Regions from separate parts of the Mus musculus genome. Here regions 2, 3, 4, 5 and 6 are each linked to region 1. Evidence: chromatin contacts called from public Hi-C, HiChIP or PLAC-seq and promoter capture Hi-C data. All regions are on one chromosome and are shown on one strand. The core of a region is the stretch at or near the end of the contact, and the rest is flanking DNA. Distances in the headings are between cores, read along the strand shown. Region 1 holds the start of Cdkn2aipnl (CDKN2A interacting protein N-terminal like). Region 2 has its middle 12 kb from the start of Gm51894. Region 3 overlaps Gm30217 (a long non-coding RNA gene). Region 4 holds the start of Rmnd5b (required for meiotic nuclear division 5 homolog B). Region 5 holds the start of Tcf7 (transcription factor 7, T cell specific). Region 6 overlaps Sec24a (Sec24 related gene family, member A (S. cerevisiae)).

Region 1 (4,770 bases), core at 1,165-3,664:
TGGATATACTTGTCTCTGAGCTCAGCCATCCACACTCTAGGCTGCAGGCCTCTAAACCCGCTCACCGCCTCTGGGAACCCCCCAGAACACAGTGGTCAGGCCCACACAAATCAGGTCATCATGTCTATCTGCTTCAAGATGCAAAATAAGGAATATGTGTCTGAGGGTCTGGGAAAGGCCAGGTTAAAGTTCACTGGTCACCAGAAGATCTACATCTCAAAGAACCGAGATTCATCAGATTTAATGCAGATGAATTTGAAGTTATAGTCGCTGAAAATCAGCTTATCTTTGGTGTCTGTGGGGTCAAGTACATCACCATTTGTGATTTCCTAGCCCACTGGCAGCCCTTCACTCCTGAGGCTGACTTCCACATTCTGCCAATGTTTACTAATACCACTCACTCACATCCAAAATAAGCAAGCAAGCAAAGAAACAGAAACAGCAAACCACAAAGCAGATATACTGGCTCATGCCTGCAATCCTAAATGGAAGTCCAAGGATCAGTATTTCAAAGCTAGCCTAAGCTACCAAAGGAGTTTGAGACCATCCTGGGTTACCTAAGAACCTGCTTTTAAAAAGCAAGTACCACTTCCCATACATACAGCAGCAGCACACCTGTAACCACAGCATTTAGGAAGCTAAGGCAGGAAGGTTGAGACTTCAAGAACTCTCTGGACCACAGAAAGGGACACCATCTCAAAAACTAAGTAAATAAAACAACAAAACAAAAGCACATGCACAAAAAGCCAGACTAGATGGAAAGATGTGTCGTTGCCATGTTTGTAAACTAGAAGATTCGCTAGTGATATGTTAATTCTCCAATGAATCTATGTAGTCAACATGATCCCGTATGAAATATCAACAGTCTGCTTCTCTAGAAGTCAACAAAGAGATGCTAAAATTTATATCAAAATCCAATAGCATGGTGGAACACACTTAAAATACCAGCTCTGGAGAGGCTCAGGCATAGGCTTATGGCCTATGTTATTAAAAAACAACAAAACAACAACAACAAAACAAACAAAGCAACTGTAGTTGTGGGTGGCTGTAAGCCACAATGAGGGTGCTGGGAACTGAACCCATATCCTCTGGAAGAGCAGCCAGTTATCTTAACTCCCGAGCCATCTCTCTAGCCCCCATGCTCTCATTTCTAGACCAACCACTGCAGTACACAACCAAGGAACCAAGGATGTAGCTCACTGAAGCCTCCGCAGTGTTTTTAAGAGTCAAGCATCTTTCTCTGGTGATAAGGATGGCAGCAAATTTCCAGGCTCAAATAATTCTCCTGCCTTGACATATGGAGTAGCTGGGACAAAAGGTGTCTGTCACTGTGCCTGGCACATCAAATGTCCTCAGAGTCTGATCAGCTGAAGCTAGAATCAGAATTACCAGGGACCTTGACTCTGGGTATCTGAGGTTTCACTTGGGAACCTGCCACTGCAGTATCAGTCAGGGTATGGCATCTGTATCCTGGGACTCAGCTCTGGTCGCTGTTATCCAGTTAACTTGCTGACTGCTGGGGGAAAGCTGTTTCTGTCTTTGGATTCTCATGTTTGGTTCAGATGTTCCAAGCCGTAGTGTCAGCACTGTGTCTTCCTGAGGTGAGAGCACCCAGCTTGGTGCTGGTCCTCACTGCTCTGGCATTTGCGGACTGGATTGTATTTCTGCCTGCTGGGATCCTAACACTGCCACAGAAGCCACAGAAGGGAGCAAGCAAGCAGTTGTAGGCCAGCTTGGCCGTGTATGACCCTGGGGGAGCGGGAGGGAAGGATCTGCAATAGTAAACAGTATATAATGAACTTCCTTGAAGCCCACTCACCACTTAAGACCTTCACTAGATCTGGAGGTCCTGAGTTCTAGGCTTTCTTCTGACTCAAGCTTACATTTTATATTTTTACATTTATTTACTTGCTTGGTGTGTGTGTGTGTGTGTACATCAAAGTACCACAACTTGCATGTAGAAGTCAGAGGACAGTTTTCAGGAGTTGGTTCTCTCCTTCCACCATGAGGGTCCCTCACAAAGTCCTTTAGAGTGGGGCATCCTGGGCACGAAACAAAATGCCTTGTATGTACTGATTGGATGATGAATACAGCAAGATAGGAGAACACAACCTCAGTGAAGATGTTGAGATAACAGTGGATCCATAAAAGAGAGGACCTCACTCCCAAGGGACAGCCACAGAACTTAGGGCAAACCTCAGGTGTGGCTGAGGATAGACAGATGCCCGGTGAACGACCCAGGGCAAAAAGGGCACTGCAGAGTCCCAATGGGCACCTAGCTGCCAGCTCTATGCTGGCGGGCCTCAAGCTCCCCAGCAGTTGCCACACACGCTGGGTTGCACTAGACCTCCGTGCCCCGCGAGGGCGCTCCAGATAAGTCCTCCAGAGCACTCGCCCTCAGCCGTGGTCGCTCTAGCCGTGCGGCGGCGGCGCGGGGCGTGTCGGGAAAGCGGCGGGCTGGTGCGATCCTTAGCGGCGGCAGCGGCTGCGGCAGCGGGAGCCATGGTGGGTGGCGAGGCCAGCGCCGCGGTGGAGAAGCTAGTTTCCGGCGTGCGGCAGGCCGCCGACTTCGCCGAGCAGTTTCGTTCCTACTCGGAGAGCGAGAAGCAATGGAAAGCGCGCATGGAGTTCATCCTGCGCCACCTGCCTGACTACCGAGACCCACCCGACGGCGGCGGCCGCCTGGACCAGCTGCTGTCCTTATCCATGGTCTGGGCCAACCACCTCTTCCTGGGTTGCAGGTGCGGACCCCCGACAGCTGGCTGACCTTGTCCCCATCAGTCGATCCTCAGCTTGGGCATATACACTGCTCCACGCTGAACCTGGCGCCAGCCTCCTACTGATCCCCTCTTAGCATTCCCTCGGGAAAAAAATCTCTCCTCTGAGCCTCGCTTTTCTCTTGTGAATGAGTGGTTGGGATGACTACAGCAGCTGAATGATAGGGCGTGCAGTGCAGGTGTGCTCCAAGGCGGCCGAATTGCAATGGTCATTGTTATTACTGTTTATTAGCCCAGAGGACTTCCTTTCCAGAGTGTGTTTGAAGTCTATTAGCTCCTGTCGCCCACGTGACAAAAGTGCAGACTCTTCCTCTAGATGAAGACACCTAGCAAGAGGATGTGATGTATCTCACCATTGGTGGGTTTCACGCTAAGGCAGGATGTAATCTTTTCTCCCCTTTCTCTTCTTGGCTTCCCTCTTAGGAAAGTAACCCATGCTATCTTGTTGCTGTCCTAACTCCCCGCCCTCCCCAGTCTTTGTGATCACACCTGGAAGGCAAGAGCCTGGCCTTGAGATATTCCACCTGGAAATGACACCAGGTTTTTATACTCCCTTGTGATTTTTAATTTTTTTTTAAAGATTTATTTATTTATTATATGTAAGTACACTGTAGCTGTCTTCAGACACTCCAGAAGAGGGAGTCAGATCTTGTTACGGATGGTTGTGAGCCACCATGTGGTTGCTGGGATTTGAACTCCGGACCTTCGGAAGAACAGTCGGGTGCTCTTACCCGCTGAGCCATCTCTCCAGCCCGTGATTTTTAATTTTTGAGGCAGTCTTCCCTTATAACTGAGACTGGCCTCCAGTTTACTGTGTAGCCCAGGCAATCCTAGAACTTGATCCACCTAGGCAACCACGTCCTGAGAGGCATGCATGGCCAGGCTCTTCCAGGCTTCTAGAGTTTCGTGAGGTTGTGTTAGAACAGGAGACCCTCACTCATACCTGATTTTGTAGTGGTCACAGGACCCCCTCCAGGCCAAACTGCTTGGTTTACTTTTTGGGTTTTGTGTTAGGGATGAAACCCAGGCCCTTACACATCCAAAATAAGCACTCAGTCACGAGCCTCATCACCAGTGCTGAAGCGGCTTGGTTTCAGATGTTGGGATGATTTGTCAGAACCGGATGTGGGGACGCTGAGCTAGACACACCCATCACACACACAGGCCCATCCTCCTTCCTGCGGTGCCCTTTAAAATCTGAGATTACAGAATCCAAACTCAGACACGTGACGGAGAACTGAACAAAAGGGATAAATGGTGTTATTTTCATGAGACCAACGTTCTGTGTGTTTTAAAAATAATCCAATTTTTAGGCCCTCAAATCTCATCCATGAATATGTACCACCAGGTATATGGTGCTCCTGTTTCTGTAATTTTAATTTAACTTTTTGTTTGCTTGTTTATACCTATTTTAAATTTTATACCTATGGGCATTTTGTCTACATGCCTGCACTGTAAGAGTGCCTCATGCCGTTGGAGGCCAGAAGACAGCTTTGGATTCCCTGGGATGGAAGTGCAGGTGGTTGTGAGCCACCTGACGTGGATGCTGGGAATTGAAACTGGGTCCTCTGAGAGCAAGTGCTCTCAACTGCTAAATTATCTCTCCAAACTCCTGTTTTTGTAATTTTTAAAAAGATTTTTATTTTATGTGTATGACTATGTACAAATATGTACCTAGTATCCTCCAAGGCCAGAAGAGGGCGTCAGATATCTGAGACCTGAAATTAACAGCCATGTAGAAACTGAACCCAGGTCCTTTATAAGAGTCTCAGGTGCTGTCTTAGCTGCTGAGCCATGTCTCTTGCCTCTGTTTTTGTAATTCTTGGAACATCTGCTGTATTGGCATTGTTCTCAAGCCTAGTTTGTCCTCACAGGCAGGAAGAACTATTTGTTAACTTGTATGCTAAGCACCTATGGTCTCCCCTGCAGTATCAAATCAGTCTTTACAAAGCTTGATATATACGCATCTGTATTCCAGCTACAGCGAAGGCTG
Region 2 (4,770 bases), core at 1,621-4,120, 380 kb after region 1:
AGGGTCAGGAATCAGCCCTGTCCTACAGTGTGTTCTGGGGATTGACCTCAGGCCCTCAGGCTTCTGTGGCAAGCACTTTACCCACTGGGCCGTCCTGTCAGCCTTACTTTGAGCCAGGGTCTCTACTGAATCTGGAGCTTATCGGTTCAAGACCAGCATATCTTTCAGAGAATACAATTTAATTTACTATGTATAACATAGTTAAGTTGCTGGCCCCAAATATCCTTCTGAAAAACAAATGTCCTAGTATCTGGTACTTTTTATCTTTATTTTTCTTTTCTTTTTTTCTTTCTCTTTTTTTTTGTTTATTTTTGTTTATTTTTTGTGGATTTTGTTGTCATTTTGTTTTGGAGAAAGAGTTTCTCTGTAACAGCCCTTGCTGTCCTGGAACTCTATGGACTAGGCTGGCCTTGAACTCACAGAGCTGCCCCCTCACCCCATGGCGTTCTGATATAAAACAAATGTGCCACCATGCCCGGCCCTTGTGGGTTTTTTTTGTTTTGTTTTTGTTTTTGTTTTTGAGGCAGTGGTCTCACCACGTATCTCTGGCTGTCCTGGAATTCACTCTGTAGATCAAGCTTGCCTCACTCACAGAGATCTGCCTTCCTCTGCCTCTGCCTCCCCAGAGCTGGAATTAAAGGTGTACACCACTAGCAGTGGCTAGCTAGAATATTGTTATTTTTATGTTTTAGTTATTTGTTTGTCTGCTTATATATTTGGTGGTGGTGGGAGGGTTTGGGTCTACATGAATATGAAAATCAGAGGACATTTGGGACCCACCCTTTGGATTCCAAGGAGTAAGCTGATCCCAGCTGTCAAGCTTGACAGGAAGCATCCCTACCCACTAAGCCACCCCACCACCCCTACATTTGTTTCTTTATGCTGCTCTGAATTAGCACACATTTGGTGGTCCAAAGAAACACCATTTTGAGTCAGGAGTGTTGGTACACACCTAGAATCCCAACCCTTTCGAGACAGGAGCAAGAGGATGACCAAGGCCGCTCCGGGCCACATTAAGTATGAGGCCATCCACGCCTATAGCCTGAGACCCTGTCTCAACAAGACCAAACAATATTTACAGTGCTGGCAGCCAGAAACCTAAAATGGCTTCCCTGGGTAGGCACAAAAGTGTCGTCAGGCAGGCTTCCTCCCTGGCTCTCAGGGATATCCTTATGTTTGTCTTCTTCAGCCTGAGGAGTTATGGTTCCTGCCATGTAGCCTCTTCCTCCAACTTCAAAGCCAGCAGGTGACGTCTTCTCTTGTCACTGGAGCTTCTTCAGAGCAGGCGCTCCTGTCTCCCTGTGTGAGGACACAGATGAGTAGACACGGGGGCGGTCCCATGAGATAAGGAATTCCTATTGCCTCTGGGTGAGGGGGTAGCACACACTTTTAATCCCAGCACTGGAGAGGCAGAAGCAGGTGGATCTCTGGAGGCTCCTGGTCTACAGAGCGAGTTCCAGGACAGTCAGAGCTACATAGAGAAGCCCTGTCCCAAGGAATCCAAAGAAGAATTCCCATTGCCTCCATGTGGTCTATCACATGCAACACATCGATCCCCTATCCATAGTGATGTAGTGCAGGCACACCCACTGAACTGCTAGTAACGGAAAAATAGAACGCACGGGGTGCTGGAGAGATAGCTCAGTGGTTAGGAGTGCTTGCTGCACGTGCAGAGAGCAGAGCTTGGCTTCCAGAACCCATATCTCTGGCCCCACACTCCATCATGGCTGTTAAAGTCGATCTCTGTCTGTGCCATTCTATCTTAGTCTCTCAGTTGTCCCCAAGACCATACTTCTCACTTCACAGAGACATCATCTCTCTCTGAAGCCTGATCTCCTGGAAGGAAGGCAAGGACTTTGGCATGCCTGGTCCCTCCAAGGTCCGGCACAGAGGCCTGCCCATGCCCCCCCCCCCCAGCATTATCCCTTGATTGGCTTCAGGAAGGTAAGGTTTATTCTGGTTTGAGGGTACTCCGTTGTGGTGGGGAAGGCTTGGGGGCAGGAGTGTGTGGATTCTAGTCACACTGCATCTGCGGGTAGGAGATGGGAAGGGGTGCCAGTGGTCGGTTTGCTCTTTCCTTTCCTCCTGTTTGATTCAGTCTTGCCCTCCCCCCCCCCCCCCGCGTCCCTGCCCCCAGTCATGGGATGGTACCGCCTACATCCAGGGTCTTCCCTCCTCTGTGCAACCGCCACACACGGGTGTGTTTCCTAGGTGATTCCAAACCCAGGCAGGTTGACAATGAAGATTAATTATGACAGCCTCCTACACCCAACCTGTGAAGATCAAAAATACCTCAAGAGGTTGCTAAAATGCTCCCCAGAAGCAAGGACTGAATCTCCTTTGGGATCGGGTCAGAGAGCCATCAGAACACGCTATTGGGGATGAAAGGCAACCCTAATCGTTTTCTTACTGGCCCCACTTTCCTCATCAGGAAAAAAGTGCACTGATGCCTGCAGGAAAATGAATTTTCTTCAAGAGATCACACAGGCTTCCAAGCAAGCAACCTGGGGTGGTGCTGCCACCTCTTGGTGAGTGGGTGGAAGTACATCCGTGGGCGTGGTTGGCAAGCTATTGCTACCTAGTAAGAGCCTCTCTATCTCTGCCAGGGAGCCCAAGTAAAGGCCAGGCAGAGTGGACAGAAATAGAGGAGTCAGCAAACACAGGGAATTTTATATCAATCAGTGGTGTTGAGAAGAAACCTGGTCTAGGTTCAATTCGCCCCTTTTCCTGTATCATTATGTATCTCCGACAAGAAAAGGACACCAAGAGCGATTTGCCCCACAATAGCTGCCCTTGACTAGATTGGTGGGCGTCCCAGAGGCTGTCCCCTCCCCCAAGATTGGCCTCTGTGGAAATCAGGAGGGTGGCGCAGCCAATGGTCGCACCTAGATCCGCCATCTTCCCCAGAGGCCACGCCTCCTCCGCCCTTTCCCCAGTTACAGCTAGAAACTCAGCTTCAGTCCGTGAAGTCTACGATTTCCACTTCATCTAATTCATTTGACCCACTGCCACCTTCATCTTAAGCCCGGCTTCCCTGGGACTGTACTTTAGTCTTCCATGACTCTGGCTGCAGTGTTCATGGGGCTGTATTCAGCTGTGTTTGGCTACGCCTAGAATCTTCTATGAGACTGCTACAGATTACATTCCTGTAGCATTCCTCTTTGGAGGAAAATGGGGTGAAGACGCTGCTAGGGGCCTTTCTCAGCTTCTTTTTAATTTTGATTTTCTTCTTCCTCTTCCTCTTCCTCTTCCTCCTCCTCCTCCTCCTCCTCCTCTTCTTCTTCTTCTTCTTCTTCTTCTTCTTCTTCTTCTTCTTCTTCTTCATGTATTTATTTATTATATGCAAGTACACTGTAGCTGTCTTCAGACATACCAGAAGAGGGCATCAGATCTCATTACAGATGGTTGTGAGCCACCATGTGGTTGCTAGGATTTGAACTCAGGATCTTCAGATGAGCAGTTGGTGCTCTTAACCTTAACCTCTGAGCCATCTCTCCAGCCCTTTTTTCTTCTTCTTAAACATAGTCTCATTGCATAACACTGACTGGGCTAGAACTTGCCATGTAGACCAGGCTAGCCTCAAACTCAGAGATCCAACTGCCTCTGTCTCCTGAGTGCTGGGTTTAAATGTGGGTCCAGTCAGTCTTCATTTTTGTTTTGTTTCGCTTTGCTTTTATGAGAAAATATCTCACGTGGTCCAGACTTCAACCTTTCTCTGACCTTGAACTCCTGATCATCCTTCCTGTACTCCAGAGTGCCTGGGTCACAGGCATGTGACACTGTGGCCAGTCTTTACATGCTATTTCTACGGCATTTTGAGCAAAGTCTATCTAATCCTTTGATTATTAGTTTTGCAAGGGCAGCGGCGGCACCCGATTCTCCCATATCCTGTTCTGGCTCAGTTCTTAGTGCTGGGGAGCAAGACTTTCAGTGGAAGCTGAGTGAGCGAGGGACATCTGAGGGAGAGGGACAGGACAGAAGCTGAGAGATGTCCGGGCATAGGTGTGCTTCCTCCTACCATGCAGGTCCCAGACCCTGAAGAAGGTACAGGGCTGTGGTGGTTTAAATGGGAATGGCTGCCAACAAGGGTGAGCACACACACACACACACACACACACACACACACACCTGCACATATGCCCCTGCACACACACTAAATTGTTGAGGTTTGGTTTTGGTATGTATTGTAATACTAAATACTGGTTCCCAGGGACAAGAGAATCTGCACACACATAAGAGATACCATGTAATCTTGCTCCCCAAGTTATCCCTGATTGGTGAATAAAGATGCCTACAGCCTATAACTGGACAGAAGAAAGATAGGTGGGGTTTGGGTTCCCGGGCTTGGAGTCTGAGGAGAGACCACAAGGAGGGAGTCTTAGATGGAGAGAGGGAAGATACTATGGGATAAATGAGTCATGAAAATATGGCCTTGAGGGCTGGCCAACTGGAGTTAAGAGCAGCCCAGATGGAACATGACAAGTTATAACTCGGGGTTATTGACAGGGAAGTAGATATAAAAGCTTAAAGGGTAGATATTTGCCCAGCTGTAGTGCATTAAGGGCTTATTATAAATATAAAGGTTGTGTGTCGGGGGCTGGAGAGATGGCTCAGCGGTTAAGAGCACTGACTGCTCTTCCAGAGGTCCTGAGTTCTATTCCCAGTAACCACATGGTGGCTCACAACCATCTGTAATGGGATCCAATGTCCTCTTCTGCTGTGTCTGACAGCTACAGTGTACTCATATAAATAAAATAAATACATCTTAAA
Region 3 (4,770 bases), core at 1,037-3,536, 340 kb after region 1:
CAAGCCAGAGAGCCATATTCTCACCTGGAGCAGATGGCTAGTAAATTCCTGACTTGGGGTCATGAACCTATAATCACCTCTAAGTCCCTGCAAAGATGGTGACACACAAGCTTGAAGGGGACTTTGTTGCAGATGTTTGCAGGACTTTTGGCAAATCCTAGTAAAGCTGTGAACCATCAGATTGGCTAGTCAGTCAGTGCCATCAGACTGGCTAGTCAGTCAGTGCCAAGGGTTCTCTTGTTTCTGCACTTGGGAGGTAGAAGCAGAAGGATCAGGAGTTCAAGGCTAACGACCAGAACTGAAGCCACCTGGCTACATGAGACAGGACTCATGGCAATTAATCCTCCATTTTTAAATTATTTATTTATTTATTTATTTATTTATTTATTTAATGTATATAAGTGCTCTATCTGCATGTACACCTGCATGCCAGAAGAGAGCATCAGATCCCAGTACAGATGGTTGTAAGCCACCAAGCAGTTGCTGGGAATTGAACTCAAGGCCTCTACAAAAGCAGACAGTGCTCTTAACCAATTAGTTAAGTAATTAATTAATTGGGGGGAGCTTAATCTCTCTAGCCCCCTCCAATTCTCCATTCCTGACTTCCTTATTTGAGTGCTGATATTTCTATCACTAATTATCCTAGTTTTTAGATGATAGGATCTTGTAAACTTGCATAAAGTTCTGCAGCTGATAGGTGCTCTGGCTGCCTCTGTCTCTGACCCCAGACCTCCTCACCCAGGGCAGGACCAGCTGTGAAAGCTGTCACCAACTGAGCATGTGCAAAAGGTCCAGGGACTACCATGCCCAGCTAGGGATTCAGTGTCTTGGACATGTAACCCTCAAAGGAAGATGGTAGCTTCAGGCTGTTATTGACAGTAAGTAAAAGGGCCTGTGTGAAGATCAAAGCCTGAAGGAAGTAGGTGGTTCTCTGACAAAAACATAATATTTTTAGAAGTTCTCTGTGGGGTAGGATGTTTTGCCTCAGGCTGCTTGGTGGTGAAGGGATGCAGCTGGAGGTGCTCCCCACCCCGGAGGCTGTCATCTTGAGCTGAGGGGTCCTTGGGAAAGGGTTGACTGACAAGGGCTGGCTGGAGCTGGGAGGCTGAGGGTGGGAGGGGCATCCGCTTTTCCTAAAGGTCAGAGTACCCGCTTAGGCCAGTGTTGTTTTGGGTTGGGGGGGGGCCTTCAAGCCCCCACCCATCATGTAGCCCAGGCTGTTTTTTTTTGTTTGTTTGTTTTTTGTTTTTTTGTTTTTCGAGACAGGGTTTCTCTGTGTAGTCCTGGCTGTCCTGGAACTCATTCTGTAGACCAGGCTGGCCTCGAAATCTGCCTACCTCTGCCTCCCAAGTGCTAGGATTAAAGGCGTGCGCCACCACGCCCGGCTGCCCAGGCTGTTCTTGAGCTTGTTTTTATGGCTCTAACTCTGCAGGGCTGGGGTCTCCCCAGTGCTCCACCACATCCTACTGAGAAGATCGGAAGCTTGACCCACCTTCACCTCCTGCTGCACCTTCAACATACGCATCCCCCCTCCATCTTCTGAAGACCAGGGTCTGCAAACAGCAGCCAAGGAGAGCTATACATTCATTCTGTAATCAGGGATAATTGGTATGGTCTATAAGAAGGGAGAAGCCAAGATCCAGGGGGTAGAACATCAGTGGGTTGCTAAACCAAATGCCCAGAATATTCCATGAAGGATCGGAATAGCTCTTGGGAGCTGGGGAACCTCAGATAGTGGGACCCACCTTGGCCGGAGAACAAGAACGGAGGAAGGCAATGTTCATGCTCATAGAATGGGCGAGGTTTGAGGATGAAGCTTCAGGTCCTCCTTGCTGGTTTTTAGGATGCCTTGTCCTTAAAGATGCCTGGGAGAATTGAGTTGGGCCCTTCCTTTCATGCAAAAAGGAGCAGAGAGAGGACAGGTTGGGTCCCCTACCCTCCCTAGCTCTCTGCAGTATCTCTCCCTTATAATCAGTAAGCCTTTGCCTTAATGTTTATGCCACAATCCCAAGCAGGCAGGCTGGAGTGGCCAACTGTAATTTATATCATTTTGCATCTGGGCTACAGGCTCTAAAGACTCAGCCTCATGCAAATGGGAACCACATTGGAGAGCGGGGAGACCGAGCCGAGGCCGCATTAGGATATACTCGCAGGAAGCCACCTGTTTCTCGTTTGGGACGTGCCTTGGTTTGTTGTCCTCCCGTCCCAGTGCCCAGTGGTTTTTGGAGACGGCGGAGCAGCCATGTACATTTTCCTTGACTGGCATCCGGCACTGAGTCTGGGCGGAGCCACTTGCAAACCTCAGAATGCCCCATGCAGAACTCTGCAGAGGTCGTTGGGCACACTCTGCTCTGTGTTCTCATCGGTCTCCACAGAGAAAGCAGCCTCCTAGAGAAAGTAGAATGTGGTCAAACCTTAAAGTCTGTAGGAGGCCCCTGGCCCCTGGCTGGGGGCAGGGCCTTGAGGATCCTATATTCCCCAGTTCTCTTGAAACCCAAGAATAGATACACTGAGGTAGGCCAGGGAGCCAGCAATGCTGAAAATGAAGGGACTTAAGATCAGTTAGGTCTGCTGGCTCAGATTTGTAATCCTAGCAGTAAGGAGGCTGAGGCAGAAGGATTGCAGTGAGTTGAGGCCAGTCTGGGCTACATATAGTGAATTCAAAGTCAGCATAATATACTAAATGAGACTTAATCTCACAAAAGCAAAAGAAGGTATGGAGATACTGCCTATAATTCCAGAACCTGAGATAGGTAAGAGGGTCAGAAGTTTAATAGCAGGGCAAGGGACTGTTGGTAGCGTGCTTGCCTGGCATGCAGGAATCCCTGGGTTTGACTTCCCAGTACTGGGAGAGGTGGTATATACTGTAATCTGAGGTCTCAGGAAGGAGAGGCAGGGCAATCTTCAGACATATGTGGGGCCAGCCTGAGCTACATGACACTGTCTTCAAACAAACAAAAATGCTAAATAAGCAAATGTACAATGGCTGGGACAGCACACACAAGCACACACATGAGAGTGAGTGAGCACGCGCTCGTGCGCGCGCGCGCGCACACACACACACAGACACACATACACACACACACACACACACACACACACACATTCACCTTTTAGTATAAGTAAAATAACTTTTAAGGACACCGTCACAGGGGCTGGAGAGATGCCTCAGCCATTAAGAGCCCCGGCTGCTCTTCCAGAGGACCCCAGTTCTGTTCCCAGCAACCACATGCAGCTCACTATCTGATGCCTTCACAGAGTTATGCAGGCAGGCGAAACACCAGTGTACATAAAATAAAAATAAATAATTAAAATGAAAGAATGTGGTCATAATGGCGATCTTGAATGCGGGCCATGTGTGGGTCTGGGGCATTTCCAGGAGTAATCATGCTTGCTTTCTGTTAGTTCATTAGTTTGTTTGCTAGGGTTTTGTTTTTTAAATAATATAATGTTTTTATTCATTCTTCAGACATGTCATGTAAGGTATCTTGATTATATTTACCTCCTTCTTCCTCCCAGCTCTTCTCAGACGCCCCTCCTCCATACCCACTCTGCTCTGTCTCCCTCCCCCCTATCCCACCCAGAACAGACTATCTCACAACAACATTCCTGGGCTTCTGGCTTTTAAAATCTTTCCTCCCCCTCTTCCTCCATGCCTCTTGAGCCTCAAGTGAAGGGGTTGTATTGTAAATGTCATGGGGTCAGGCACCTCATGGCCAATTGATCTCTGCAGTTTAGCCAGTGATGGCATTCTGAAACCATCTCTGGTTCTTTGATGAGGAGTAAGAGCTACACATGCCTGTGGGTGTGGGGATAAGTATTTAAAATGCAGCTAGAGGTTATATGAATATATTTATATACATTCTATATAAGTATATAGGATGGAGTTAGAGATTATATGAGTATATATAGATATAGATTCTATGTAAGTGTATATCTTCCCTATAAATATTTAGAATGCAGTTAGAGATTTTATAAGTATACATAGAGATTCAATATAAATATATATATATTCTCTACAAACATACAGAATACAGTTCGATGGAGCTTAGTGGTAGAGCTTGTATTTGGAATCTGGAAGATACAAGGCCCTGGCTTCAACCTCTAACACTGCAAAAAAGAAAAATCCAACTTAAAAAATATTTGGGAACCTACAACATGGGCATGAATAACAACCTGGCCTCATTACACTCTCTAGTTGGCCTTCTTCTGGTCTCATGTTTGTCCCCTTAGTCCTTCTATAAGGTTTTCTTTGTCCCTTCTTCCATACCTGTGGTCAGCTCTCCGCCCACCTGGCTCAGGTCTAGGGCTGTGCTGTGATTTGAATGTGTGCCCCATAAAGGCTTGCCAGGTTGGTCTTCCCAGCCACGTGTGGATGGCATTTAGCTATGGAGACCTGGGGAACTGGTCAGGAGTGTGAGAGAGGTTCAAGTGTCACTCTAATGGCCTTATATGCAGCCAGAAGACACTCACCAGATGCTGCTGTTGTGCCTCTGAGCCTCGAGCCAAATAAACCTTTATTCTTTATCAATTATCCCAGGTTGGGTATTTTGTTCGAGCAACAGAAGATGGACCAAGGCCATGTGGCTTCAGGCTGATCAGATCACAGGCTGATGAGACTCCAGAGGGCCTGAAATTTAGGGATCATAGAGTAACCTTTTCAGTAGCCCCTGACACTCTGGCCTTAGTCTGGCACTAGGACCTGGAGAGGGCCTCCTCCTGGACTTGGGGACCGAGTCTCTTGCTCAGAAAGATTCCATGACTTTCCTC
Region 4 (4,770 bases), core at 1,535-4,034, 330 kb before region 1:
AGGAAGGAAGGAAGGAAGGAAGGAAGGAAGGAAGGAAGGAAGGAAAAAGTGAAAAGAAAAAAAAGAGTCTCTGTACATGTCCAGTAGACAACTTTTTGTTCTGCTTTTTTTTTTTTGGTTTTTCGAGACAGGGTTTCTCTGTGTAGCCCTGGCTGTCCTGGAACTCACTTTGTAGACCAGGTTGGCCTTCAACTCAGAAATCCACCTGCCTCTGCCTCCCAAGTGCTGGGATTAAAGGCGTGCGCCACCACGCCCGGCTTTGTTCTGCTTTTTAAAAACGGATGTATTCGTGCTTCTGATCTGGGCAGAAGCCACATTCAGACAACTTTGTGCAGTCAGTTCTCTCTTTCCACCTTTATGTGGGTTCCAGGGATTGAACTCAGGTCACCAGGACTATGTAACAAATATCTGTACTCACTGAGACATCTTGATGATGCTATTTTGTTGTTTTGAAATGGGTTCATGCTGGCCTCAACACCAAGCATGCCCTCCCCCAGGAACCCCCACCCCGACTGAGCTGCACCCCAGTCTACTGTGCACTTGTTTGTTTTCAGATCTCTCTCTCTCTCTCTCTGTAGACCAGGCTGACCTGGAACTCAGAGATCCGCCTGCCCCTGTCTTCTGAGGGCTGGGATTAAAGGCGTGTGCCACCACCCTGTTCCAACCTCAGCTTTTTGTGTTGAGTCAAGAACTCCCTAGACTGACCAGACTGCCCTTGAGCTCATTCTGTATCTCAGACTGACCTTGAACTTGGAATCCTTCTGCATTAGCCTTCCGAGTAGCTGGAATTACATATCATCAGGAATGCATTCATTTTTAATTAATCTATTGATTTTTCAGGGCCAAGCCCCCACACATGCTGGACAAGTGCGGAGCCACAGAGGGTGTTACACCCAAAGCCCTGCTTCTCTTCTTTATTTCATTACACCCACTCACTCCCATAAGCACCCTCTTCACACCTCTGCCAACTCAAGTTAAACCCAGGCTCCCAAAAGGTCACCAATCACCTCTCTCTCTGAAATCCAGGCTGACCTTGAATTTACAAAGCTCCACCTGCTGAACTAAAGGCATGTGCTACGTCCCTGGTCACATCCACCATTTTATATGGCTTCCTGGGCTCCAGCTCAGGCCTCTTCTCACGGCTCTATCTTCCTTGTGCACCCTTCTTTTCTGCATCACAAATCTGATGTGTCGGTTCCACACACTTCCACATCCTCCTGACTGCTTCTTCAGATGTGTCTCAACTGGACTAGCAGCTAAACAAAGCCTGGAGACTGGTCTTGTCCCCTCCCTCCCTGCAGGACCTAGCCCATCACGGGGCTGAGTAGGCCTAACTGATTAAACAATACCTCCATTTCCTAGCCTTTGGCTAAGAAGGCCTGAATCAAAAGCTTCCAGTGGATAGAAAGAGATATGAAGGAAATGTTAAAACTTCACACTAGAGGGGCTGGAGAGATGGCTCGGTGTTTAAGGAGGACTTGCTGCTCTTGCAAATAGCCCAGATTCTGTTCTCAGCACCCACATGGCAGTCACAACTTCCTGTAAGTCCAGTTCTAGAGACCCTGAAGCCCTCTTCATCCACTGCATCTCGTGGTGCACAGACACACATGAAGGCAAAAGGTCCCCATACACCTAGAAATAAGAAGTTTAAAAAAAATATCTGTTGGGTGTGGTGACTCACACCTTTAATCCCAGAACTAAGGATGCAGAGGCAGGCAGATCTGTCTGACTTCAGACTGGCCTGGTCTACACAGTGAATTCCAAGACAGCCAAGGCTATGTAGAGAAATGCTGTCGTCATCGTCGTTGTCATCATCGTCATCATTATAAAAGAAAATAAATAAATCTGAGGTTGGGTATGGTGGTGCAGGACTTTAACCCACCCCACCCCCCAACACATGGGAGGCAGAAGCAGATGCATCTTTGTGAGTTCAAGGCCAGCCTGGTCTACTTAGAAAGCTCCAGGGCAGCCTAGGCTATAAGAGACCCTGTCTCAAAGACAACAAACAAACAAACAAAAGAAAAACAAAAGTTCTATCCAAACAAACTCCCTGGTGATGCTCACTCCAATGACTCTCCCCATCACTTGCCACACTCTACCACCACCAGCCTTTCTGTTCCAGGGTACATCCAGTTTATTTCTGCCTCTATCCTCTTCTCGGAACACTCTCTCACATCTTCCCATGGCTGGCTCCTTATCTAGGTCTCCACACACGTGTCATCTTTTCAAACCACAGTATCGAATGCCCTGTATTTTACACTCAAACAAATCATATCCCTACAAATACTAGAAAGTTTCACATTGTCACTTCTTCACCTAAAACTGAAAGGACAGGAAAGCCCACCATTTACCCTAGGGGCATGCCACGACCCCGACTTGACCCGCATAGTAGTGCAAAGACTGACAAACTCCTACTTATCCTCCCAGAGACCCTCCTGCAGTGCCCTGCCGGAACCCCGCCACCCACTGGCTGCTTACCTCTGACTCAGTCAGGTGCACTAGGACGGGACGTCGGAGTCCGGGCGACTCCACCAGCCCTTGGAGGGTGTGGCCGACGACTGCTCCAGGCTTTGGTCGGGGCGCCCCGCACCCCGGGACCGGGAGCCGGCAGGCTGTCACCTAGTCTTGCAGCTCAGCCCGCTTCCGGCGCCGCTGTCATCGGAACCGGAAGGCGCGGCGGTTGCCTCTCGGGTGGGTCCGGGCTCGCCCATGCGTGGTGTCGCGGAGCGTGGGGAGACAGTGTGTCTCGCCCGCGGCTTTGCAAGGAATGCCGAATGAATCGTTCGCCGGAGCCAGGCAACAGTTAGCGCCTGCGCAGTGCCGGGACGCCTGGCCTCTGCGATCCGGAGCAAACCTGGGTTTCCGCGCGTCAGAACCACCGACGGGTTGTCACGAGTTTCTACCGGAAGTATTAGCTGGCGCACCTGCCTAATCCGGGCCCCCAACCACAGTAAACTAGGTCTTAAATGTCCAGGCTGGGATAGGGGACACGGAGGCAGGACGAGCGCCGGGAGTTCCAGGCCAGTCTAGACTACAAAGCGACACTCTGGCTCAGAAAATAAACAAAGCTGGGTATTGTGGTACCCGCCTATAATCTTATAATTATAAGAAGATCAGAGATCCAGGGATACAAAGTGAGTTAGGCCAGCCTGAGCTACGACAGAGAGAGGGGGAGGACAGGGGGAGGGTTAAAGTACACGCAGGTCCCTTGGTCCACCCCCAGCACCCGAAAAATGAACATTTTAAGAGACCATTACATGTATGTGGTCCAGTGATTAAGTATTTCCTGCGATGCATTTTGAACTAGCAAATAATGTTAAAGGAAGAGTCTGAGGTAACAGGGAAAGTGCTTGCAAAACAAGTGTGAGGGGCTGAGTTGAGATCCCAGGTACTGTTAGAAAGCTGGCTCGCACCTACTGGCGCGGGCCTGTAATTGCAGGAGTGGGGTTAGCAGAGACTTAAGGATTCTTGTGTTTGCCTGCCAGCTAATGTAGCTAAAAAGCAGAGCTCTAGGATCAAGAGAATAAAGTGGAGAGTGTTGGAGCGAGACTCCCCAAATCCTTCTCTGGCCCTCACACACTTGTACAGGCAAGCACACCCACGTTCACATCACACACACACAATTTTTAAGAGTTCGGTTTTTGTTCTTACGGGCTCACCTAACCCTATGCATCCATAGCCCCCAGCCCAGCTGCTCTCTGTAAATAGCCCCTCTTTAGGGGCAAAATGAAATAGGGGTTGTATACATGCCCTAACTAAAAAGAATGAAGGAGCCGGGTGTAATGGCACACACTTTTAATTCCAGCACTGCGGAGGCAAAGGCAGGCAGATCTGAGTTTGAGACCAGGAAAAAAAAAAAAAAAAAGAAAAGAAAAGAAGAAAGAACCGGGCAGTGGTGGCACATGCCTGTAATCCTAGCACTTGGGAGGCAGAGACAGGCGGATTTTTTAGTTCGAGGCCAGCCTGGTCTACAGAGTGAATTCCAGGACAGCCAGGACTGCACAGAGAAACCCTGTCGAAAGAAAGAAAGAAAGAAAGAAAGAAAGAAAGAAAGAAAGAAAGAAAGAAAGAGAAAGAAAGAGAGAAAGAAAGAGAGAAAGAAAGAGAGAGAATCTTTTGAGAAAGGGTCTTTGATACCTACCCAGGACTGGCCTTGAACTCCTTACATCACGAAGGACCTCTTTCTACCTTCTGTGTACTGAGATTACAGGTGTGTGCACCATCACCTGGGGTCCTCCAGCAACTCATGCACTCCCCTCTCCCCGCCCCCGTTTTTTTCCTTTCTTTTTCTGGCTTTTCAAGACAGGATTTCTCTGTGTAGCCCTGGCTGTCCTGCAACTCACTCTGTAGACCAGGCTGGCCTCGAATTCAGAAATCTGCCTGCCTCTGCCTCCCAAGTGCTGGGATTAAAGGCGTGCGCCACCACGCCAGCTAGGCAGGGTTTTTTGTTTGTTTGTTTGTTTGTTTGTTTTTTGTTTTTATGAGTACACTGTTGATGTCTTCAGACACACCAGAAGAGGGCATCAGATCCCATTACAGATGGTTGTGAGCCACCATGTGGTTGCTGGAAATTGAACTCAGGACCTCTGGAAGAACAGTTGGTGCTCTTAACCGCTGAGCCACCTCTCCAGCCCCCAGCTTCTTTTTTACTGCAGGTTTTCCTACAGCCATTACATGCTCCTCTTTCCGCCTCCTCCACCTTGCACAATCTAGCTTTGTTTTCTTTACAGCCTTGGCTTGAAATCATGTGTTTATGTGTTGATTTTGCTT
Region 5 (4,770 bases), core at 931-3,430, 320 kb after region 1:
TGTCTCATCATGGCTACCGCAGTGAGCCTAGTCTCAGCCCAGACAATGCTTGCCAGTGACTTCAAAGGGGTAGGTTCTGCCAACTGACCCCCAGATGGCTTTACACCCATTAGGGGATTTTAAAAGGTTATCTTGGTTAAGCACTGTTTGTACAGGGCACAAGTCTCTATCTAGAGCATGTGGCACTGTCAAGTGGCAGTGTCAGGAGCCAGCCACCTCTTTACATACAAGAGAAGCACCTCATCTACCAAGCCATCCCAGAGCCGAAAGGCAGAGACAGACAGACAGAAGCCATCCCAGAGCAGAAAAGCAGACAGACAAACAGACCATTCTGTCAACACACACAGCTTACAGGTAAAGAATGGAGTCCACTTCTAAAGACTACCAGGTCTCCCTCGGCTAAGAGGCCTAGACTCCCTATCCTAGCCCCCTACCGGGGAGCCTTCTGCATGGGTCTGCCACTCGCCATCCAAGGCTCTACCCCGGGGCTCCAACCTGCACTGGGCTCACGGCGACACCCAACAGACCTCCATGCTTCCTGTACACCCTAACTCCTGACTGAGGACACTCTGGAATCCCAGTAGTTTTCAGGAACCCCAGAACTTTTCAAAAGTCATATTTGGCTGCTACCCAGCTCAGAACCAGCCCTTCACACTTTGCTTGCCTTGAAGGGCCAAAGCCATGGCTCATGATGAATACAGCCGTGTCGCCAAGCCTGACACTGATTCACGTTGCTGACCCCTAACCAACACCCTGATCTGTCCTACATTTAGCAAACCTTTCCTTGTGTGTGCGAGAGCAGCCCAGCCCGCTCAAAACCTACACCATGTGGCATGGGTCCTCGGCAAGGACTTATACACGGCAGTCAGGACACAGTGGAACTGGGCAACGGAAAAGATTAGGTCTCTTACCCAGTCTTCTCACACCCGAGTTCCCTCGCTTCTCTGAAGGAAAAAAAAAAAAGCTAACCACAGAGCTCTAGCTCAGAGCATGCACATCACGCTAGGGAATGGCATGGGCTCAGCTCAAAAACGTTTTCAACCCCACCGTGGGCCAACACAGGCACCTGCTTGAGCAAGTTGGGAAGACAAAGGTCAAAAGCAAGTGAGAAAGACTGGAGCCGGGGCGCTCCTTCAGAGATCTCCTTTTGGGTCAGACTCCTCTGGATGTTAACTGGGCAAGAGCATCTAGGAATTGGGCAGAGAAGTCCTTTTTTGTCCAAGCATCACCTGTGTGGTCAAGTAGGTAGCCAGCCCCATTACAGGGCCTGACTGCTTCGGTCACTTACCAGCGGGGGTTGAGGCTGCGGATGCTGCCCTGCTCCGGAGGCCGGTGGGTAGGGCATGAGCAGATTGAAGGCAGAGTAGACAGTCTCTTTGTACATGCCACTGGCACACTCCGGGGCCTTCAGGCCTGGAAAAACCACAGCTGGGTCAGACACCAGCCCAGCCAGCTGCTCCTAAGGACTGAAGGCTGTCTGCTCCGGAGGGGGGTTAAAAAAAAAAAAAAAACCCTGCCAAGGGGTCCCCTTCAAGTTCGTGACTTGACAGGGAACAGCGACCTCCGAACGGGTGGAAATATCCGCAAAGGCAAGTTTTTGAGGAAAGACCCCCGAGTCCAGACCTCCACTTCGCGACCGGGACTTGACTCCCTACCCCACCCTCCTGCTTGGGAACCTTAGCCAAGGCTTGCTCCTCAAGGCAAAGGATTAGTCAGTCACCTGGGCTGGAGGGGAGGCGGAGATGGCGGGGGTCTGTTTACTCCTATAAAGGTCAGGGCACCGGAAGTGACTCCAGCTCAGCGGCGCCCGGGAAACCCGCCCCCCACACCCCCACCCCCGGTTCTAGCGCCTTCTTCCCCAGCCGCGCAAAAACTCACCGTCCTCTAGGGACTCTGGAAGTTTGTCCGGGAAAAGTCTCTGCGAAGTGTGCTCCCGTCCCAGGGCCTGCAGAGCGAAGCAGAGGGGCCATGAGGAGCGGAGGGAACAGGAGGGGCTCCAGAGATGGGACCCACGAGGACCGTGGCGCGGGGGGGCGGGTCCGCACGCTACCAACTCGGGACGAGGTCCTCCGGGGAGGAGCGGGCCGGGCTCACCTCGGGCGCTCCCTCGGCTTCTCCATGTACTCGGACGCCGGGACCCGGGACCCCGGCGCCTGCGGCCGCGCCTTCGGACTCATTCACCAGTGAGGACTTGAGCTCTGCCAGGTCCCGCTCCGGGCCCACAGCGCTGTCGCGATTCTTATCGTCCTGTTCCTCGCCTTCGTCTTGGAAGGCCAGCAGCTCGTCGGGCGCGCCGAGGTCGTCGCCTGCGCCCGCGCCGCCCCCGCCCGAGTCCAGCTGCGGCATGGTGCGCTGCGCCCGCCGGGGCGCCGGGTGCGGGGCGCGGAGCCGGCCGGGAAGGCGGCGAGCCCAGGGTGCGGGGCTCCGAGCCCGGAGCGCGGCGGGCGGAGCGCACGCTGACTCCGCCTGAGCGGCCAGTGGGCGCGGGGCGAGGGCGCGGGGCACAGCAGCTTTGGGAGCCGGCGGGTCGGAACATCAAAGGCACCGCGGGCAGCGAGCCGGGGGCGGGGCGGGCGCCGGGGCGGGGCCGCGGTGGGAGGGGCTAACGTCCCAGGCCCCGCCCTCCCCTCCCTGGAGAGACCGGGACAGGCCCACTGGGAATAATCTTAAAGGGCTCGCTCTCCAGCTATTCTCTAACCTGAAATCCATTACTAAACTCTGGAACTCCATTTCCTTAACTATCATACAGCCACAACTTGCGTCCAAGTTGCGGAGAAGGTGGTTCCTTAGACCGGTGGAACCTGTGGATGACTTGGAACCTTGGTGTGAACAGCGTCCTTTGCTCAATCTGGAGGCTTCTTACGTCCCCGGGATACTAGATGGACCCTGACACACACACACACACACACACACACACACACACACACACAAACACCTGCCCTTTTGATCATCCCTGTGCCGATTAGGGACCTTATTCCAGACAGCCTGCTTACATAGACACAAGCATTAGCGCCTCACACATTTATTGAGCTCCTGCCTGTTGTTGCATGTGCAAATCAAACACTATAAATATATGACATGTGGTGGCTCGAGGCGAGGAAGGATCGTGGCCACTCACGTGGTTTCTCCAGCCCGCTATGACTTTTTCAACTAAGTTCGACGCTTAGAACCTGCTGTCCAGGAACTGAGACTTCCGGCGGCCACATGGGTCACGAAATTCTCTCTTGGGGTCTTTAGGCAGCTGCTCAGTCTGGGAAGTTGCATCCGGAGCCCATTGACTCAGACGCTAGTTAAGGCCGCGTCTTCAGTGGCATCTCCTTGGCACCCAGCATCGAATTCACCACGACCGATCACTGTTTCTGTAAGACACTAGGCCCTTTGGATAGCCATGCAGTAAACTGAAGGTCGCACACCTCCGCCTCAAGAACGTTTCGGTGTTGGAGTCAATGTAGACCTCTTCCACCTCTTGGGAAAGCAGTTGAAACAACAGTGGGTAATTTGTGAAGGAGGACACTGGCCGCCTCTCCGACTCCCGGCCCCACAGGACCCCTGGCAGCGGCGCAAAGCCGGCCGGAAGACAGCCGCACCGCCCCTCCCGGTCCAGGCCCAGCCTGCCTGGCGGAGGATCAAAGAGACCAGGCCTTGCTTCTCAGCGCTCAGATCCTATCAGCGCCCTGCCAGCGGGGCTTCTGAGTCCTCCAGCTCCCAGCCGGGATGCCCGTTTCACCTCCTTCTCAGCGATGGGGGGCTTGGCCATTAATGCTGAGCTTGGCAATAGAGATGCGGTGCAGAACCCGCCCTTGGCACCTCTAAAGTCCTTCTTCCGCAGGTGCCAGTTTGCTACTGATTTTGACCCCATCTTCTCTAGATTCGGGGGCAGGGCAGGGGCTCCAATGGAAAGCCTACAGGAGAAGAAGGGCCCAGGGGCGAGGCCTCCCCCTACGACCTCAGCTCCGAGGTTGTCCCGGCTAACTTTGGGGTGAGCACTTCTCTGAGAAAATTGCACAGAAATTGAGATCATCCTAAGCCAAAGCGCAGCAGATCCTCCTGTGTTTATAAACGACTCCAACTTTGGCAATGTCGCTTCCATGATAGTTGGCAGACCATGAAGTTTCAACTGACACAGGTCATTGGGGGTCGAATTTCTGAAGAAAAGTCAGGGCTGGGGAGGTGTGATTCTGCCCTCCAGGGTAATTTTTTTCCCCAGCTTGGTATTGCCCTTTTATCAAAGAACAAGGCCTTTCGGCTTTATTGGTGCAGAAGTAGCCTATCCTCAAATGTTAGTGAATATATATATATATATATATACCTTTATTTGGCAAGAGAAAATATTTTTTTTTCCTGATTTGTTAGCTTTCCCACCTTTGGATGGTTTCTTTGGATGACTTTATAGAGCTGTGAAAACCCCCCTTCCTGGGATCCACTGCCCTGGGGCATCCTGGCTCCAAGCCTCACCCCCTGAGGATGAGCAGTGAGGGGGAGGCAAGAGGGGAGAAAAGGAGCTTGTGGATAGGGAGGGCGGGGGTGGCATAGATGGAGTCTCTGCCTCCGCTTCCACACTGAGCATAGTGTAAAGGCTCGCTGCGTAGCAGCTGATGTAAACTCCCACAAGATGGTAGAACAGGAAGGAGCGCAGGCACAGGAGGTCGAGAGACCCGGAATGGGCTGAGAGGCCTAGGGGTGGGGAGTGGGAGAGAGGTGGAGGTGAGATTCATCTGGTGTGGAAAACCCCCAGGGTTTGGAGAGCTAACCCAGTCTGGGCTACATAGT
Region 6 (4,770 bases), core at 1,040-3,539, 260 kb before region 1:
TAGCTGAAGCTGATCTTGAACTCCAGATTGTTCCGCCTCCTCCTCTAATTGCTGAAATTACTGGCCTGGGGTACCACGCTCAGCTCTCGAGAGCCAGGGTTAAGTAGCTAACACAATGAAATGAATTGACTTATAAGAGTTTGGATCTTAAATAGGCAAGTCAGTTATGCATAATAAACATGGAATATTATGTATATTAAACAAAGCCACATGACTCTAATAATTAAAATTAAATTCTGATCATATTTATTTCTTAGTTGTATAGCTAGAAGTTAATGGCAGGTGTTTTCTGTCACTTGCCACCTTATTCTTTGAGACAAGCTCTCAATGAACCTGGAGCTTGTTGACTCAGTTACCTGGCTGGCCAGCAGGTCCCTGGGCTTCCCCAGTGCTGGGGTTACAGATCCATAGTGTCATATTCTGGGAACTAACTCAGGTCCTCATGCTTGTGCAGCGAAGCACTTTACCCACAGATCATCTCTCCAGCCCATTCCCATCTTTAGTTTTTTGAGACCAGATCTTTAGGTACAGGCTGGTTGCCAGCTCCCTGTGTAGCTAAAGATAACTCTGAATTTCTTTTCTGATCCTCCTGCCTCCATATTCCAAGAGTTGACAATGTAGGTATGAACCACCATGCAAGGTTAATGCCAGGGTGAAGAGTGGACCCAGGCTTCATGCATGCTAAGCAAGCATTCTACCAACTGGGCTGTTACATTCTTTAAAGAGAGGGTTTCCTGTTAGCCAGGCAGGCCTGGAACTCCTGACCCACCTTGCAAGTGCTAGGATTATCGGTGCCATCAAGCTTGACTTTGGTTTTTCTTTTTTTTAGATTTATTTATTTATTATATGTGAGTACACTGTAGCTGTCTTCAGACACACCAGAAGAGGGCGTCAGATCTCGTTACGGATGGTTGTGAGCCACCATGTGGTTGCTGGGATTTGAACTCTGGACCTTTGGAAGAGCAGTCGGGTACTCTTACCCACTGAGCCATCTCACCAGCCCCTTGACTTTGGTTTTTAAAAATTAAATTGAAAAATATAATATATAGTGAACAGATAAGTGACATTAGTGAAATACAACTAATAATAGATTAATCAAGTCTCTCTCCTTTTTTCTTTCCTCCTCCTCTTCTTCCTCCTCTTCTTCCTCCTCTTCTTCCTCCTTTTCTTCTTCCTCTTCCTCTTCTTAGAGTTTTTGAATTTTGTTTCTGAGGCAGGGACTGATTTCAAACTCATGAGCTCAAGTGATCCTCTTGTTTTAGCCAAAGTTGTTTGAACTATAGGAATAAGCCATTTAGGTATAGCCCAGGAAACTATAAAGTTAAACATTAGGAACAACTGGTAAGAGCCTTCTGTGCTGGCTATCTTATGTCCACTTGGCACAAGCTAGAGTCACCTGAGAAGAGAAAACTTTAACTGAGAAAATGCTCCCACCAGATTGGCATTTCCCTCAATTAGTGAGTAATGTGAGAAGAGCCCGTTGTGGGCAGTGCCCGGGGGTAGAATTTTTCCTGTCCAATTACATTAGAATATTAGTGCAGCAGGAAGCTTGTGATTGGACAGGGAAAAGGGAGGCAGAACAAAGAGTTGCAGGGACAGAGAGCAGATGAACAGGAAGATCCTGATCCCACGGGGGTGGGATTGGTTTTAAGTAGCCACAGGTAGTTATAAACATCATATAGGGATAGAATAATTGGGATAACTTGTCTGATCTAGGTGGGCAGCTTGTATCATTATCATTTGGCCCTGAAATTATTGTGTAGGCATCTTGTGAATTGAGAATTTATTGATATAAATAATAAATAAATCTTTTAAAAAAGGTCAGATATATGTAAGTACACTGTAGCTGTCTTCAGACACTTTTTCTTCTCTCTCCAGTCTTGCTTGCTCTGGCCCAGATTTCTTTCTTTATTATGTAAAGTACGCTGGCTGTAGCTGTCTTCAGACACCCCAGAAGAGGGCATCAGATTTCATCACAGATGATTGTGAGTCATCATGTGGTTGCTGGGACTTGAACTGGGGAGCTTTGGAAGCGCAGTCAGTGCTCTTAACTGCTGAGCCATCTCTCCAGCCCTCTAAATCTGACTTGTTAATTATAAGCTTCTAGAGTTTTGTTTCTACTGGGTTGCTGGGTGTTGAGGTGCTGACTGCTGGGTGGATGGTCGTTGCGGTGCGTTGCGTGTGGCTGGCATGGCAGCCAAGAGAAGGGAACACAGGAGCTCTGGTCCTGCTGGAGAGTGGGCGGATGAAGTGCAGGAGCTTGGTGGTTCTTTTTAAATATTTCCCGCAACAGCGCCCCCTATGGTCTGGTGGTCTTGGCTGTGTAAGAAGCCTGACTGAGTAAGCCATAGAGAAACCTGTACACAGCACCCTCCATGGCTTTTCCATCAGCTGCTGCCCTGCGTTCCTGCCCTAACTTCTTTGATGATGAACTCTATGCTAAAAGAAGCCCTTTCTTCCAAGTTGACTTTGGTCATGGTGTTTTCTCACAGCAATAGACACTCTGAGACACCTTGTATACTATATCTGTATCTTTAAATCTCAAATTAGAAAAAAAGAGAGTATGTCTTAGAAAACTTAAAGTTAATATTTTCAGGAATGTCCCTAACTATCAAAGTTTCTGTACATTTACCTAGGAAAAAACAAACAAGGATTTAGGTAACAAACTCATTTCTGTACAGAATATAATCAGGCTTCACGTTTTTCGGAAGAAGCCACAGAACAGGGAGTTGGTCTTACCTCATCTGAGAGGTTGTCAACTCTGTACAAACTGGGATGTGTTGTGAGCATGAGGTGAACCAATGGCTGGCTTTTCACTTGACACATGGCAAAAATTCGTTCATCTAGACGTATACTTGTCCCAGTCTGGAAAGATTTCTGCAATAAAACAACACCCCGCCTCCCAACATTAGAAAAAGAGTTTTGTAAATGTCAATTGCTAAAAGATTATCATTAGACAGAATTAGCAAATTTATCATAAATTATTTTATCTTTGAAGAAGTCATTACCCTGTAGCCTCATCTGGAAGTCTCAACTAGTCAATACCTGACCATTGCTAAGTCACCCGATCTCCTGGTGTCTGTTTCCTCACTGCTAGGCTAGGCCTAACTGCAGTGACTGTGATGGAGCTGAGAAGCCTGGGAAGGATGGTACCCTGGCGACAAGATAAAGGTACACATGGCATAGCAAGAAGACCCCAGCAAGTGTGCCACGTCTGCTGGATGGTAATTGTTTCTTCCACAACGAGAGACATTAAAACTCAATACAGCAGATCCCACGGCCTCTGAAGCAGGGTGGTACCACACATGAGGACAGTGGCAGAGCAGAGCTGAGGCTGGGACAGTTTTAGTGCTGTAGTAGCTGCACTCAGGCTGGCGGAGCTGTGAGGTGAGGGCTAGTGTCTCAGTTGGTGGAGAGGAATACAAGAGGCAGAGAACAATGAATATTCACAGACTGAATGTGACTAGAACGCCTTCTCCAGGCAGGTTCAGGTAAACTGAGGCATCTGCAGGAAGCAAGAGTGTTTAATAACAGCAGAGCCTCAGTCTGTCACATGTCACTCACTGATGGCTCTATGCCAGGTGCTCCTCTATGGTGACTTTGCCAAAGAACCCAGACCAGCTTTTATGCCCAGGTCACTAACTTGTGAGGCTCCCCTAGAACAAGGCTGCCCTGGAAAGAGTCTGGGCAATTTTGTTCAATGATGTCTCTCCCATCCCCCTACAACATGCAGCACACTGTAAGCACTCAGCATGTGTCGAAAGCTGGTGGTCTAGCTCATCGCACAGAGGCTTTTTGGCATACCACGAGAAAAATTTTAGTGAATTATTTCACCTGTTAGTATTAAATAAATAGGGCCTGGAGAGATAGCTCAGTGATCCAGAGCACTGGTTGGTCTTGCAGAAGACCCAAATTCAGTTCCCAACACCCACATAGTGGCTTACAACCATCTGTAACTCCAGTCCCAGAAGATCTGATGTTTTCTGGCCTCCACAAGCACTAGGCACACTTGCAAGCAAAACACACAGACACAGAAAGTAAAGTAAATTTAAAACAAAGTATAAAAAAAATAATCACTGCACTTTTTTTCCAAGACAGGGTTTCTCTGTGTATCCCTGGCTGTCCTGGAACTCACTCTGTAGACTAGGCTGGCCTCGAACTCAGAAATCCACCTGCCTCTGCCTCCTTAGTGCTGGGATTAAAGGCGTGCGGCTACCACGCCCGGCAATCACTATATCTTATAGGTGAAATAATGCACTTACATCTTTTTCACTTACTGTTATTACATACTAGGTGCTGTGATTAAATAATGAATAAAAAAAGACAAAACCTTCCCAGCACTCGGGAGGCAGAGGCAGGCGGATTTCTGAGTTCGAGGCCAGACTGGTCTACAAAGTGAGTCCCAGGACAGCCAGGGCTACACATAGAAACTCTGTCTCAAAAAACCAAAACCAAAAAAAAAAAAAAAAAAAGACAAAAACTTTTGTATTCATGGTTTACTTCCTGAAAAAGGAGAAATAAAGGTGAATATAAAAATACACTCAAGATTTAGAGGTAGGTGGATCTCTGTGAGTTCAAGATCAGCCTGGTCTACAAAGTGAGTTCTACAATGAGGGTTACACGGTAAGACCTTGTCTCAACAACAAAAAAAGGAAAAATAATAAATCAGCAAACTGTGGTCAGTGATAACTGACATAGAAAAAATGTAGGAGGCAAGAGGAACGAAGGTGTCGCAGTGCTGCATGATGGGAAGGGATGACAGTGCTGTAT

What was found. Promoter capture Hi-C pulls out the DNA fragments that hold promoters and counts their contacts. A called contact is a pair of places that touch in the nucleus more often than the background predicts. HiChIP or PLAC-seq counts read pairs in DNA pulled down with a chosen protein or histone mark.
Region 2: a contact with region 1 is called in a promoter capture Hi-C map of trophoblast stem cells, with 5 times the contacts expected there. The contact joins the enhancer-like site here to the promoter of Cdkn2aipnl in region 1. A contact is called at or near these places in 16 of 39 promoter capture datasets (the 3T3-L1 cell line, 3T3-L1-derived adipocytes, the C10 cell line and 10 more), 5 of 15 datasets of contacts at CTCF or cohesin (the NIH/3T3 cell line, embryonic stem cells, large pre-B cells and 1 more), 16 of 484 Hi-C or Micro-C datasets (the C10 cell line, CD8 T cells, the HL-1 cell line and 12 more), 8 of 115 datasets of contacts at active chromatin or transcription factors (the SCID.adh cell line, astrocytes, embryonic forebrain and 4 more) and 3 of 9 other capture datasets (adipose tissue, embryonic stem cells and liver).
Region 3: an H3K4me3 HiChIP or PLAC-seq map of the SCID.adh cell line shows a contact between it and region 1, with 9 read pairs. The contact joins the enhancer-like site here to the promoter of Cdkn2aipnl in region 1. A contact is called at or near these places in 4 of 39 promoter capture datasets (the 3T3-L1 cell line, the C10 cell line, hematopoietic stem and progenitor cells and 1 more), 1 of 484 Hi-C or Micro-C datasets (liver) and 4 of 115 datasets of contacts at active chromatin or transcription factors (the SCID.adh cell line, bone marrow-derived macrophages, embryonic limb bud and 1 more).
Region 4: a contact with region 1 is called in a promoter capture Hi-C map of embryonic stem cells. The contact joins the promoter of Rmnd5b here to the promoter of Cdkn2aipnl in region 1. A contact is called at or near these places in 11 of 39 promoter capture datasets (the HPC-7 cell line, cranial neural crest, embryonic stem cells and 6 more), 2 of 115 datasets of contacts at active chromatin or transcription factors (bone marrow-derived macrophages and pancreatic cancer cells) and 3 of 9 other capture datasets (adipose tissue, liver and pancreatic islet).
Region 5: an H3K27ac HiChIP or PLAC-seq map of embryonic stem cells shows a contact between it and region 1, with 8 read pairs. The contact joins the promoter of Tcf7 here to the promoter of Cdkn2aipnl in region 1. A contact is called at or near these places in 2 of 39 promoter capture datasets (the C10 cell line and neural stem cells), 2 of 115 datasets of contacts at active chromatin or transcription factors (bone marrow-derived macrophages and embryonic stem cells) and 2 of 9 other capture datasets (adipose tissue and pancreatic islet).
Region 6: a contact with region 1 is called in a Hi-C map of embryonic stem cells, with 2.5 times the contacts expected there. The contact joins the enhancer-like site here to the promoter of Cdkn2aipnl in region 1. A contact is called at or near these places in 9 of 39 promoter capture datasets (the 3T3-L1 cell line, the C10 cell line, the HPC-7 cell line and 4 more), 7 of 484 Hi-C or Micro-C datasets (bone marrow-derived macrophages, cerebellar granule neurons, cerebellum and 3 more), 1 of 115 datasets of contacts at active chromatin or transcription factors (bone marrow-derived macrophages) and 1 of 9 other capture datasets (adipose tissue).

The regions. Positions count from the first base shown.
Region 1 is chr11:51,965,217-51,969,986 of GRCm38.p6, forward strand. It overlaps Cdkn2aipnl (CDKN2A interacting protein N-terminal like), which reads left to right and starts at 2,415. Exons shown (of 3, transcript NM_029976.3): 1 at 2,415-2,741. The coding sequence starts at 2,503.
Region 2 is chr11:52,343,926-52,348,695 of GRCm38.p6, forward strand. No RefSeq gene overlaps it. Among named protein-coding and RNA genes, the nearest start is that of Gm51894, 12 kb to the right of the region's middle. Within about 2 kb of position 2,871, at least 125 of the 459 cell types and tissues checked have an H3K27ac peak or open chromatin away from gene starts, as enhancers often do. A contact at or near this core is called in CD8 T cells, the N1E-115 cell line, the SCID.adh cell line and 9 more, where this site is marked.
Region 3 is chr11:52,308,690-52,313,459 of GRCm38.p6, forward strand. The region is part of intron 2 of Gm30217 (a long non-coding RNA gene); the gene reads left to right. Among named protein-coding and RNA genes, the nearest start is that of Gm30217, 3.6 kb to the left of the region's middle. Within about 2 kb of position 2,287, at least 25 of the 459 cell types and tissues checked have an H3K27ac peak or open chromatin away from gene starts, as enhancers often do. A contact at or near this core is called in the SCID.adh cell line, where this site is marked.
Region 4 is chr11:51,633,112-51,637,881 of GRCm38.p6, forward strand. Rmnd5b (required for meiotic nuclear division 5 homolog B) reads right to left here and starts at 2,785. Exons shown (of 10, transcript NM_025346.1): 1 at 2,479-2,785.
Region 5 is chr11:52,280,834-52,285,603 of GRCm38.p6, forward strand. It overlaps Tcf7 (transcription factor 7, T cell specific), which reads right to left and starts at 2,181. Exons shown (of 11, transcript NM_001313981.1): 1 at 2,095-2,181; 2 at 1,879-1,945; 3 at 1,289-1,413. The coding sequence starts at 1,384.
Region 6 is chr11:51,701,537-51,706,306 of GRCm38.p6, forward strand. It overlaps Sec24a (Sec24 related gene family, member A (S. cerevisiae)), which reads right to left. Exons shown (of 23, transcript NM_175255.3): 19 at 2,740-2,877. Among named protein-coding and RNA genes, the nearest start is that of 0610009B22Rik, 15 kb to the left of the region's middle. Within about 2 kb of position 2,290, at least 31 of the 459 cell types and tissues checked have an H3K27ac peak or open chromatin away from gene starts, as enhancers often do. A contact at or near this core is called in embryonic stem cells, where this site is marked.